Regions from separate parts of the Rattus norvegicus genome. Here region 1 is linked to region 2. Evidence: chromatin contacts called from public Hi-C data. All regions are on one chromosome and are shown on one strand. Each heading gives the region's core, a stretch centred on a gene start, on an enhancer-like site or on the middle of the called end of the contact. The rest is flanking DNA. Distances are from core to core; before and after follow the strand shown.

What was found. A called contact is a pair of places that touch in the nucleus more often than the background predicts.
Region 1: a Hi-C map of liver shows a contact between it and region 2, with 4 times the contacts expected there. The contact joins the promoter of Ndufb6 here to the promoter of Aco1 in region 2. A contact is called at or near these places in 9 of 12 Hi-C or Micro-C datasets (the A7r5 cell line, Schwann cells, frontal cortex and 5 more) and 1 of 1 datasets of contacts at active chromatin or transcription factors (oligodendrocytes).

What each region holds. Positions count from the first base shown.
Region 1 is chr5:60,202,904-60,209,699 of GRCr8, reverse strand. Ndufb6 (NADH:ubiquinone oxidoreductase subunit B6) reads left to right here and starts at 3,548. Exons shown (of 4, transcript NM_001106646.1): 1 at 3,548-3,824; 2 at 4,925-5,017. The coding sequence starts at 3,645.
Region 2 is chr5:60,054,573-60,061,653 of GRCr8, reverse strand. Aco1 (aconitase 1) reads right to left here and starts at 5,759. Exons shown (of 21, transcript NM_017321.2): 1 at 5,643-5,759.

The DNA of each region.
Region 1 (6,796 bases), core at 2,299-4,798, 150 kb before region 2:
TTTCTGGCGTGGTTAGGCCCCCAGAGGCTATTGGAACCTCATTATTATGGAGTTGAGGTCTGTAGGTAAGAAAAGTTTCACATGAAGAGGACACAGATTCATAGTAGCCTAAATAATGGCTCAGTACTTCGAAGCACAGAATTTTTTACAGCTTAGAATTTCAAGTTTTAACAAAAAAAAATTAAAAGACAGGAATACAATGAGCCCCAGTGACTGTCTGTCACACACCAATTGCTAACTAACTGTATTTCCTTTACCCTACATCCCTTACTGAGAATTAAGCTCCAGACACCATGTTCTCCCATGGATAAATGTTATGGATGTGTTCTAAGTACCAGAAGCTCCATTTAAAATAGAACCACAAGATCTAATACCTCCTTAATATCACAAAATATCACGGTGGTGTTCAAACTGCCCTCTGCCTCTTTATTGGTCATCATTCTGTTTTTCTCCTAACTGTGTTTTTGTTTCAGAAAGAACTCAGCTGGATGAAGCCCCCATAATTTGGGCTTATCTGAGTGTGTCTTTTTAGTATTGTATGAGGATTTCCTCTGTCCCTTCTATTTTCTTTTTTTCTATTCCTTTTCAGTAAGTCTTTTATTGGTCCTAAAGACATCTCAAATTGTATTTAGAAACCAGGATCTAGTTTTTGGAGCTGGGTGATGCAGGTCTTACTCATCAGCCTGCTCCTCTGTTGCTTTTTCTGACACATAGACGCTATTCGAAACTTCTCTGATATCCTAGTTTTTGACTTGTAGCTTCCTGCTGAATTTAAAACAAGTTGAATATCATTTCATTCAAGGACTAATTCATCTTATGGCCTTGAGAAACAGCTCAAACAACACCTGTCCTCATCTGAACCCCTTGGATGTATTTTTCACCCAAGAAATTTGAAATTTCAACCAAAGACTGGTTTTCCTGTTGTTGGGGAATTGAGCTCACAAGGATTGCATCTTGAAACACAAGTCCATCAAACACTCTTGATCGTGTTCTGAACATGGCTGTAGATGGTACGGGCAGTGGCTAGTTTCGTGTTTTCAACCATTTGTCAACCTGAAGCTGCTTCTTTTTCTTTGCAAGGAATCGTAGCTCTATATTGATATGATTAAAGTCCCTCTGGAGAGTTCCTCTGGGGCCTTTTACAATAACTATGTGTGCATTTTCTGGAATGTTCATAGCCTGATTGCTGTGTATTATCTTCATTCTCATAGTAGATGCTGCAAAGAGAGAAAAGCAGACTATTAATATTTCAAACCTTAGTAAGATGCTAACTATGGTAGCTACCCACTGGCATATTTTTCATTATTTTTTTAAAGATTTATTCATTTATTATATATAAGTACACTGTAGCTGTCTTCAGACACACCAGAAGAGGGCATCAGATCTCTTTACAGATGGTTGTGAGCCACCATGTGGTTGCTGGGAATTGAACTCAGGACCTCTGGAAGAGCAGTCGGGGCTCTTAACCACTGAGCCATCTTTCCAGCCCCATTTTTCATTATTTTTAAATGCTTTTAGAGATATGCATCCCTCTCGCCAATGTATTCTGTGAAGTACGGAGAGGCGTTAAACCCACGTGCATTTCTTTCTGCTTGCTACACACAGAATACTAATATAAAAATATTTAAATAAAAAAAATAAATAAAATTTCCTTTTAAAAATATCACTGAAATGTTAAAAGCCAACAAAATCCCAAATTAACTAAATACAGAATTAGTAGTGAATTTTAAGCCTAAAATATCAGAATTCAAACCCAAACCATGTTATGTGCATCTGGGTTATTTGTTTTACTCATGGACCTAACAGAATGGAGTTGAAAAAAGAAACTTGTCAGAGCATATGTAATACAGCCCTTCTCTTTTCAAATGTTCTAGAAACTACAGATTTCAGTTCAATTTTACAGGCAACAAGACATCTGTCCACAAGAGGGCGCCGCGGCGCTCTCGAGGAGGGGCCACAGCTACAGAACCGCTGCTGCACTGATTCATTAAGGAAGGGTTGTAGAATAGTTCTAGAACGGCCTGGAGTTCTTCCCGTGTTTGGTATTAAAATGCTTCTTTGAAGAAAATTTCTCCATAAGCTTTTTGTTCCTGTAAGATGCAATTTGTACAAAAGACTAGGAAAAAATGCCTGATTTTTTAAAACTCAGATTTCAAAATGAGTTAGTTTTTAAAACCATCCAAAAGTCACAAATGAGGTTTTGTTTTGCTTTTTTAAAATAAAATATTTTGACTTGGTATATGTGATGTAATTTAAAAGTCATTCAATTCATACGTACTGATGCTGAAATGTTTTCATCTTTGCCCAGAGAAAAGTTGCCTCTAGTCTTACAAACTTGCCCAGCGCTAGTTCGCTTATGGAACATATTCCTCTCTTCTGGAGAGCCCTCGGGTTCCAGAAGCCCCATGAAGTAACCAGATTCTCCTAAGTCGGGTATTCTGGAAGTGCACCATATGTTCTTAACCGCTAAGCCATCTCTAAACTCCCTAGTTTCTACTTTTGTCTCTATCCTGTCTTCCCTATATAATATTGGTGATAATGGTGGTGGTGGTGTTTGAAGCAGTTGTTAAGTTGGGCATACTGGTGTGTTCCATCCAGCTTATGAGTAGTGGAGGCAGGGGGATAAGGAGTTTAAGTCCAGGCTCCCTTAAATAAAAGCTAGCCTAAGCGCTACATGAGACCCTGTCTCCAAAAACAAATACTTATAACAAAATTATTTTCATTTATTACACTAAAATTTTCAGTGAGCATATATATATAAAATCTCCACTATCCCCACTTTTGGATAAAAGGTAGCATACCATATACAATTCTTTCTACTTGATGTAGGTGGTTTGTTTTATTTATTTATTTATTTATTTGCCTTAGCAATAGATTGTAGAAGTCACTCCACAGTGATGAATAGAAGGCTCATTTATGGCAGTAGCATTCCAATGCTTTATAGTACTATAAGCTTTTCCACTAATCCTCTATTACGGAATCTGGGAGGTGGTTTCCAATGTTTTGCTAATACAAATCGTGCCGTGATGGATATTTGTGCACATCCCTGCAAATGTTTACCACCATACCTCTGGGATATCTTACAAAGTGGGACGGCAGGATCAAAGAGTGAGCCAGTCCATGTAAGCCTCCAAATAAGGTGCTCTTTATTTCTGCAGTACAGAGGAGGGAAGAAACCCAGATAGCTGCTCAAAGTCACTTGAGTTACTAAAGGGCTGGGAGCTGAACTTGAATGCAATTGTCTCTAGGTCAAGAAGGTGGGAATTCAAGCGGGCGGGGCAGAGGTTCCCTAAACCCTTGTCCTTGCGGTCCCCTCCCCGACAAGTTCTTTCTTTGAACTCTAGCCCCCCGGGACTTCTCACACTTTCTAACACAGACCACTTAAATCATAACTAAAAGACCTTCCAGAGCTTGTACTTAATCCGGGTTCTTAAAACCCGGGGTCAGAGAGAGGGCTTTGCGCATGAGCAGAACCTGCTTTCGGCGAAGGAATCAGCTTGCTCCCAGAGGCTGGGCTGCTGTGACGCCATCACATCGCGCCGTTGCAGGCGCCTCAAGGTCGCTTTGCGGAGCGGGATCGCGCGTAAGTGACCGGCCCCAGGTTCGGGTGCGCGCTGTCACTCTCTGGTAAGCTCGCCGGCGACATGTCGGGGTACACGCCCGATGAGAAGCTGCGGCTGCAGCAGCTGCGGGAGCTGAGAAGGCGATGGCTGAAGGACCAAGAGCTGAGCCCCCGGGAGCCCGTGTTGCCCCCGCGCAGGATGTGGCCCCTGGAGCGATTCTGGAATAACTTTTTGCGGGACCGGGCCCTGTGGAAGTACATGGTGAGTGATGTGCCACACAGATCCGGGTTCCCACTCCGGGTCGCAACCCGGCCAACCCCTTCCCACTCCTCTCAGTTCCATTAAGGCCCGACCCTCTCCAGAGCCCGCACACCCGGGAGGGCCCCAAGGGACAATCAGTCCAGGCCCTCAGATTTAGCGGAGATGCTGTCACGTCGCTAGAGTTCAGGGCCGGGGTCTGGAGTCCTGGAGCAGGTTGGCTTCGGGAGGATGATCCCCTGTGGCTGTCGGGTGTACTGAGAAGTCGGATCTTAGGTTTTACAGGACGCCGCACATGCAGTTGTTTCGAGTGTAGATACCTTTCCTGGTTTTAGTATTTGAGAACACTTAGGTGTTGTGTAAGGTTGAGGTGATAGAGGCGTCCATCGCCTACCAGCTACTCGAGGGCCAGCTGGTATAGTACAGTCTCCTGGGTTTGCAACCGAAGACAGGGTTCTATTCGGTATGCTTTGTCAGACTCAAAAGCCCCCTTTCTACTTATCACTGTGTACGTTTAACACGCTTTTAGTTACTTTTAGATTGCATCCCTTGACTTTGCCAGGCAGAAAAACCGTTCACTCAAGGACTACTTTTTATTGTAAGGATACCAGATATTTTCTTGGCGTCTGCTAATAAGTCACATCAGTGATGAGTAATGAATACTGTGTGGGAATTGCTTTCAGTTCCTTCTAATAATACTAGGAGTAGTAGTAACAAAGTGTTGGTTGGTTTGTTTCTTGAACAAGAATGCCCTTATGTCTTGCAGAATGCTACGTATTATAAGCTTTGTCTAGTAGTCTTGCAGAATGGTACTTACCCTAAGTCTTAGATTCTATGGATATTCTATAGGAAGTCCCAGAGTTAGTGAAAATATTGAAATAGGTAGGTAGGTTAGCCCCAGAAAATATATTCCATTTAGAAATTTGTAAAGTAATTATCACACTGTTACATTGTTGGTGGTGGTGGAATTTTTTGTTTGTTTGATTTGGTTTTTGTTCCACACACATTGACAAATGAGATATCCCATGCTAGGGATAGTAAGGAGCACATGTTGGTAAGCACAGCAGCTCCAGAGGTTTATTTTGTATGTGTGTTCCCCACAGATCTTCAAGGCGTACCGCACCAGTCTCTTCACTGTTTCCCATGTGATCATACCTCTCTGGTTCGTCCACTATTACGTCAAATATCATGTGGCTGTAAGTACGTTTTAAATGTATGCTTTCCAGAACTTATTTTTAATATCGTCCAATAATTTCCTGTGGCTGTGCTGTGCTCAGAAAATTATATTCTCACGTTAAGCTGATTTTTAAAGTTCCTTGACTTTTTGGAGGGATAAAAGGTTTCATTGGACTTTAAGTACTCTTATATACAAGTAGTTTCAAAGCTTGAAAAATCAAAAGGTTACTCTTATATATACAACATTTATAACGTTTGCAACACAATGAAGTAGTGTTTAGATGGTCAGAATGTCTAGCCCTGGAGTCCTGAGCAGTAGCTATAGAGATGATCTCTGCTGCTTCTTTCCGCCAGTCAGGTATGTGATATCATTCCAAACAGGTTTGTCCTGTCTCCAGTCCCTTCCCTTTGTTCTTATCTGAGTCCTCATAATTCTCTCCATTTAGACTCTCGGGTGTCTAAACTCTATGAACTTTTTCATGGAAAGATCTTGCATGGGCTGATGAAGGCCCTTGCCGTGGTTTAAAGACAAGGGGCAGCACAGTATGGGTGGTACATGCTGTTGGATCCTAGGCATGTAGTTTCTGGGATATCATGGAAGAGGGAACAGTGCTGGAACGTAAATACTGTAAACGGGGCACTCTGTGTCCACTCACAGGAGGCTGAGCAGGCCTGTTTGGGGAACCTTAGAGGCAGCAACCTGGAGTAGGATATTGGAATTGGAGAAGGAAGTTATGTAAGGAACCTGAGGTGGAGTAAGACAGCAGAACCTAAGTAAGGCGAGGAGGTTAGACATCATAAGCTGTGGTGATGGTGACAGGACCTGTGTCATATGTGAGGAGCTTGATCAAATAAGCACACTGATGGAAACAGGAGAACACCTTGGAGAATGGAATCAACTGGAAGTACTGGTATGAACTCATAGTTCTGAATACTGTGTATTCATAGGTAGATGGAGAAATAACCACGAATGTGAATGTGGGCATGTGCTTGTATGCATGGTCACTAAGGATGTCCACTTAGAAGGCCTGGAAACAGGGTTGTCTCTAAGTTACAGTCCATCAGGCAGCACCTCAGTGCTGTCAGCCATGAGGCAGACTGAAACTGCGCTCTTGACAGACGTAGCACGAGGAAAGCGGCTCAGCTGCTGACACTCCTGCCCAGTGCACATCGCCTGAGTGCAGTCACAAGGAGGCATGAAGCAGCCCCTGTGAAGGAATGTTCCAGTGGAGAAAGATTATTGGCTTGTTACCTTCAGAAGCACTAGGTTAAGAAGGTTAAAGAATGTCAGAAGACAGCTTAAAGGATTGGTTTCTCCACTTCTACCATGCGGTCTCCAGGGATCCAACTCAGGCCGTTAGGCTTAACAGCAAGTCTTTGCCCTGTGAACCATGCCCCTGGCCCACAATATGTTCTTTGAGCAACATGAATGGAATGCTTAGTAAGTCCTCTTTATAGTTGTAGAAAGAACATATAAAAGTATTTGACATCCAGGAATATGTCCTATGTTAGAAGACAGACAGCAAATCCAAGGAAGATGATGGAACAAATTCAGGAAGGACAGACAAAGTCTGTGATGAGCATGTCCCCCAGACTGAGGAAACGGCTAAAGGATCTCTAGTGACTCCATAAGCTGAGACCAATTTAGGAACGTTTCAAAATCTAGGGAGATGAGGAGAGCTAAATGTGTAACAAGCAGAGGGAATCATTTATTGTGTGTGTATTGAAACCTGGCTTCATATACACTGCAAGCTCGCCTTGAACCCTGGCTCTCTGTTCTCAACTGATTACAGCCATGA
Region 2 (7,081 bases), core at 4,510-7,009:
GTATGTATGTGTACCGTTTGGGTGCCTGGTACAGGTAGAGAGGCCAGAAGGTGGCATTGGACACCCTGAAACTGGAGTTACATGGCTGTGAGCTATCATGAGGGTGCTGGGAACAGAACCTAGGTCCTTTGGAAGAGCAACTAGTGCCCTTAAACTGGTGAGCCATCTCTCCAGCCCCGCTCCAGTGAGTGTTATCAGGTGTGCATTTCTTGAGGATCTTCTTTAGGGTAATTACTAGGTACCATAGGAGAAAGGGAGATAAAAAGACACACCTTTTATACAAAGATTACAACCTAACAGAAAAGACTGACATAGGCACACATTTAATTACAGTAGGATATGGGCCAGAAGATAAACAGCCACAAGTGGGATGGGAGGAAGGCTTTAGGAAATCCAGAGTTGGCTCAGGCGAGGGAAGAGCAAAGGCCACAGGGCTCAAGGACTCACAGAGGCTCCACCTGGCTCACATGAGGCAATTCAAAGACAAATGAACTAACAGCAGCAATGCACCGTAAGGAAAGGTGTTCTCCCTCCCTCCCTCCCTCCCTCCCTCCCTCCCTCCCTCCCTCCTTCCCTCCCTCCCTCCCTTCCCTCCTTTTCTTTCCTTAAGGTGTTTATTCTTGTTGTTAATTTAAGTAGCTGACCATGAAGAGGACAACTCCTGGCATGGGGAGAAGGTAAGGAAGGAGGAAGAAGGATATGGAAGAAAATGAGGCTGGTTACTAGGTAGTGTTCAGACTGTCGAAGCCAGATCACCCTCTTCTCCACGTACTTGTGTGCCCAAAATTCCTTATTAAAAGAGTTCAAAATGAGACATCAAGTGAGTGAGCGAGAGGGAGGCACCCCAACGATGGAGGAAGATGGCCAGCTGACAGCACTTAAACCTATAAGGAACCTTCTAAGGTCCCAGAGTCAAGCGGACAAAAGGTCGCAGTAGACTCCAGGGGGAAGTCAGCACAGCACAATGTGACTCCAGCAGTCAGTGCGCCTGTTTTCAGTTCCCCATGCCTGGCTCTCCTCTCCTCCCTCCACCGGGAAAAAACCCTGCAAAGCCCCGCCGCCAGGCAGCCTGTTGGTAACTCAGCCTAAGAATGGAGCAACTGTTTCCTCCACGGGTTACCTGTAAAACAACTGCAGAGTTCAGCTTTTATCACAAGCAAATGTAGAAGACATTTACGCTGCAAAGCTCTAAAAAGCAATGTTGAGGAAAATCCAAAACCCACGTTAACCCCAACACCAAGAGAAATCCATTCATTACTGTGGCCAATCCAGTTTTCTTACCCTGGCGAGCACACACTCTTATTTTCTCTCCTCAAAAATAGAAATCACTGGAAATACTCATTTTAGATTTTTTATTTTAAATACTACACACCAGATCATTGTAACACCAGTGCAATGGTTTGCATCAGGGCCCCTCAACGACCATTTTACTTTTAGCACTTCTAACCTCTAGCAAACACTAGGAGTATATACTAAAATGTTTTGACTTGGGAGGGTCTGCTCTGAATATTTTGAGTTAATATATACTAGTATTACACATACTCATTCCGAAATGTGACAATGTCATTTGCTGTGGTGGTTTGAATAAGAATGGCCCTGTGGTCTCATATATTTGAATGCTTGGTCATTAGGGAGTCACACTACTTGAGAAGGATTACGAGGTATTGTTGGGAGACGTGTGTCATTGGGGTTGGGCTTTGAGTTTCTCCTCTTCTTGCTGCCCGAGGATCTGATTGTCTGTCTCTATGTCCACCTTCATGCCGTGGCGTTCCCGGTCATAATCATAATGGGCTGAACCTGTGAAACTAAGCAAGCCCCAGTTAAATGCTTTCTTTTCTAAGAGTTGCCATGGTCATGGTGTCTCTTCACGGCAATAGAACCCTAAGACACTTGCCTGATTTGGGGGTGTGTGGTGTAGGAGCATTCCTACCACAGAAATCATCCCATCTCCCTTTAAGGCATAAGCTGTTTGAATTTACTTTTTTTGCTTTAAGTTGCGAAACAAACTATGAGGCCGACAAGACAGATGAGGTTCTGATATTACAGAAACTAGGAGGGGAAAGGCTCCTGACTTGGTTTCATCCCACTCTCCTACTTAGAAATGGCAACTGCTAATAGTTTAGTGTTTGTTTTCCATTTCTGAGGCTGCTTTAAATTCCTGGGTGTGAGATCACATAGGAATACAACTTATGTATGCATGTATGTATGTATGTATGTATGTATGTATGTATGTATACAGGTAACAAATATCCACATACCTATGTATGTGTACAAATGTGTATATATAACACATATAATAAATATTAGAATATACACATGTATAGGAAGATTTGTCCTTGTCCCCGAAGTTAGGAGAGCTGTTAGAGATGCTGCTGTTTTTGTGCCTACAGTTAAAGCCTACACTGTATTAGAAGGCGGGTCCATCTACCCCAGGATAAATCTGAGACAGCTCCAGAAAGCTGGGAGTAAGGATTCCCACTCACAGTGCATGCCAGGGAGTCCTTCTGCGAACCTACTTATGTTCTCCTATGGTTGATTCTAAGTCCTCTCTAGCTTCAACTTCCATATACGTCCATCTTGGAGGTTCCAGTCCCAGAATTCCCAAAGAATCTCCTTTTTGACATAGAAGATGTTTTTGAAACAGGGCTCCACTTTACAATATAGTCTAGTATAAGGGTTTGTAAACTATGGCCCAGTGCCTGTTTTGTAAATAAAGTTTTATGTGAACACAGATATGCTTCTTTGCTTATACAATGCCATGGCTACTTTCATACAGGAACAGCAGCAGAACTGCATGGCTGTGGTTTTTGCTGTCTGGTTTTTCACACACACACACACACACACACACACACACACACACACACACACACACAGAGAGAGAGAGAGAGAGAGAGAGAGAGAGAGAGAGAGACAAAATGTTGATCAATATCAGTATATTTTAAATACAGCCTCCCCTGCCCCCATTTATCAAAAATTTGGAAAATTCAAAATAAACACCCCATACCTTGTATCTTTGTTCAAGCCACGGGGTCTGGTTTTGCCAAAGAAAAGAAACCAAACAAATTAGATGCACCTTGGCTCCAACAACAGCAGCAGTGTGCTGGTAAATGTTTAGCAATTTGTTCCTGGGTAGAAAAAGCTCAGACATGAAGTGCTGGATGACTTCCATGGTGTAAATAAATATTCTCATCATGGCCTATTCCAAGCTACAGAAATGTAACACTGCTGAACACAGAGTTGAGAAGAAACAAACACAAACACTGAATCTCTCTCAGGAAACCATGGGTACTTGGGACTCCTACTATCAACAGCCTAGTTGTAAAGGCAGGGACACTAAGGTTCTGAGAGATCAATGAAGCTCCACAAGGCTAAGCCAAGAACAGACACAGGTTGGAAGGGATTTCCCTATCCAGACCATAGCCACCCCATGGAGAGGTATTTTCTCCTACAATACAGAAGAATGGAGAAAACAAGACAAAGAATGTTGTTTGCCAGGCACATGGTAATAAATGCCATTTATCTCAACTGTCGTCTTCCCATGTAGGCCTCTGGCTTCCTTTGCATGTGCTTTCAATGCACACTTTACTAGCAGATATTGCTTTTCTTACATGACCATGTTTCATGTACACAAACAGAGAGGAAATTATCTCAACGGAACAGTTGTCACCTATGCTCTTGACTTCCAGACAGGCCCTTCATCTTTCTTTTTTTTTTTTTTTTTTTTTGGTTCTTTTTTTTTTTTTTTTCGGAGCTGGGGACCGAACCCAGGGCCTTGCGCTTCCTAGGCAAGCGCTCTACCACTGAGCTAAATCCCCAACCCCCTTCATCTTTCAAAATTATCAATTTCCCAAGGTCCAGAAGAGTTGGGGATGAGATATAGATCTACTCCAGGGACAAATAAGGGAGACTCCAGCATCAATGTGAAGTCTTATACTATAACACAAGTGCTCAGAGTTTAGATCCCAGTCCCCTTTTCCCAACTGTGGGAGCAACAGCGTGTGCAGAAATAATTTCTAATGTATTGTCCAAAGTGCTTAAGCTGTTCTACCCGAACACAATAGCCTCTTTGGGTAGAAGATAAAGAACTTTGTTTGCTATATATATACACATATATACATATGTATATATATGAATGATAATATGTATACATTTTCTATCTCAAATTTATGTAGACAGCATGCAACAAAGGGAAGAATCTAAAGCAGGATTCCATCTATCACACACCGACACGCTAGGCATCTGCTTTCTAGTGTCAGAGGAAGGACCACACACAGAGCTCACCAGGAATGTGAAAGTAGCAGAATTCAGAGACTGGGACACATACTTCAACAAATACAAAGCTAGAAACCACAGACAGAACTGAACATCGGGGAAAGGAGGTAAAAACGTGCCACCTGATATTCTAGAGATGACCTCTCAGTTACTTGGTAAGCTTACACCAACCCCTACACGTTTGGCATGGCCTAGTCATACACACCTCCCGAACCCACAGGTCTGGTTTGCTACATCAATGCAGCAAACCGATGCTTACATGGAAATGGATGTTTACATAGAAACAACCAAGATACACATGAAAGGCATTGAGTTTGCAGAAGCCAAGAGTCACCACCATCTGTGGGGATCTCGTACTCAGTTCTGAAGTGAGGTCCACAGTGCTCCTGAGTATCTATCAGAGGTTAACTAGCTCCATGGTGCTGAGCGGAAGAACCATAAACAAAGTGGCAAACCCAGTGAACTATGCCTTCTAAGCATGGGCTGCCTCAGTAGTTTTAAAATACGCTGCAGAGAAACACAGGTGCAAGTATCTGGACTGTCAACACCAGTTCTAAACAACACAATGTTACATTTTCAATGATATACTTGAAAGTATACAGAAACTACATGACATGTCATACCGCAACAGGCTGAGTGTCTTCCTCGAAGCAGAGGTTTGTAGAAAGGTTAAAAAATGCCCTAACAGTGTTTGGGAAAATACAGGATTTAAACACACACACACACACACACACACACACACACACACACACACACACACACACACCGTTATGTGAAATATAATTGGTCTATTCTGAATTAAGTATATTAAATGTCTATTCGTTGTACTTATACACGACAAAATATCAATAGGTACAATCTATATAACAAAGGTTCCTTAGGTGCACAGCCGGTGTTAAATCCAGAAGTTAAGCAACTTCTGCTTGGAGGCTGTCATGCGTGCTGCAGGGAGATGTGCGGTTCTAGTGCACTGGCCTGGCCGAGCAGTACTGTCCAGTTCTCCTTAGGTTCCTCAATCGATCTCCTTGGACTCTATGCTCAACCCTTCCACTGAGGGGTCTCTCACCCTCACTCCACCTGTCTCTCCCCTGTGTTGGGGTCTCTAACATGCCGGGCACAATCGCTCCTTTCTATCCCGTGGGCCGGGCCCCGCAGACTGACACCCTGGCGGTGCGGCCCGCACACCAAGGCGAGAACTCTCGGGGCGCCGAGAAGAGCCACTCCCAGTACAAAGCGACGCAGGCTGGGGAGCGGGCAGAGAGGTCACCCTAGGAGCCAGCTCCACGGCCTCCCCGCAGATCGCCGGGTGTTCCCGGGTCTGTACCGTGGGAAAGGCCTGCACGGACGCCCCGGGGCCGCATGGTACTCACCGCTCACAGCGGGGCTCACGGAGCACGGAGCACACAGGCGGGTGCAAGCAAGAACCCAGGCCGACTTTGCGCTCCTCCCCCTGAGCGGTCCTCCGGACGCTCCGGCTGCGAGGCGGGACCCGTGGGAGAGCGGGCCGGAACCAGCTGCAGCAAGAGAGGGGCCGGACCTGGGCCTCACTACGCCCCTAGGGGCGGAGCCTGGACACCTCCTCCCTTCAGAAGCTGCAGGCTATGGCTGAGGCTTGGAGTCTGCTCAGGGCACGCCCTCCCTTCCGAACCTTCGGACGGTGGCAGACGGGCGGAGTCTAGGACCTATTCCGCCCCAAGGGCCAGAACTTGAGGTTCCGGCCAAGGGGCAGAGCTTGGGACACCTCTTCTTTCCAGAGCCCGAAGGCAGGCCATACTGAGGGACGAATCCCAGGTCCCTACATGGCCAACCCAGAGCCAACCCTGGGGACTTAGGCTGAGAGGATGGACCCGGGACCCGGCCCCGCCCCTAGATCCAGAGAATCTTGGCCTCGGGTGGGGGCAGAGCCTAGGACCTGCTCCACAAAGGCCCTAAGCTGAAGGCCATTGATATTTGTGGCTCCGCCCCATAGGCGGGAGAAACTGGGCCCTGGGGCTGCATCTAGCGTTGCTAGTGGTTCACTCCCAGGAAGTGTCTAGGCTTTTCCTCTTCTGGAGCATGGGAGAAGGCCGACTGTCGCTCACGTGGGGCAGAGTGTGACTTGTAAGTGTCTGACTAGCTCAGTGAGCCAGAAGAAGAAAAGACTTGTTAGGATTTCTGTTGCTGCGATGAAATGCCATGTCCAAAAGGCAGGCTGAGGAGAAAGGGGTGTATTTGGCTTACACTTCCAACTCATTGGAGGAAGTCAGGACAGGAACTCAAGCAGGGCTGCCTACTGCCTTGCTTCCCATGGCTTGCTCCGCTTACTTTCTTTCTTACAGAACCCAGGACCACCACCAGCCCAGGGATGGCACGGCTCACCGTGGGCTGGGCCCTCCCCATTGATCACTAATTGAGCAAATGCCTTACAGCTGAATCTCATGGAGGCATTTTCTCAGCTGAGGCTCCTTCCTCTCTGATAACTAATTTGTGTCAAGTGACACACAAAACCAGCCTGTACAGTGCCCTCTCTCCACCTTTCTTTTAAATGCTGGGCGGTAAGTACAGGCGTTATTTTCTGAGTGCCTCAGAACACTGCATAATCAGTCATCTCTGTCCTCCAGTGTCCCCACCTCCTTCCACCATCGACTCCCTACGACTGAGATGGCAGGTCCACCTGCCACACCACGCCCAGATCTTTTGAAAAGAGAGTTTCTCTGTCTTTACTTGCCCAAAGCTCGGGAAGTGGCATCAGGAACATACTCGGAAAAACAGGACCTCAACATTTCTGTAGCTTACACAGAATGCAACATTTTATATCAACTCGTCTTTA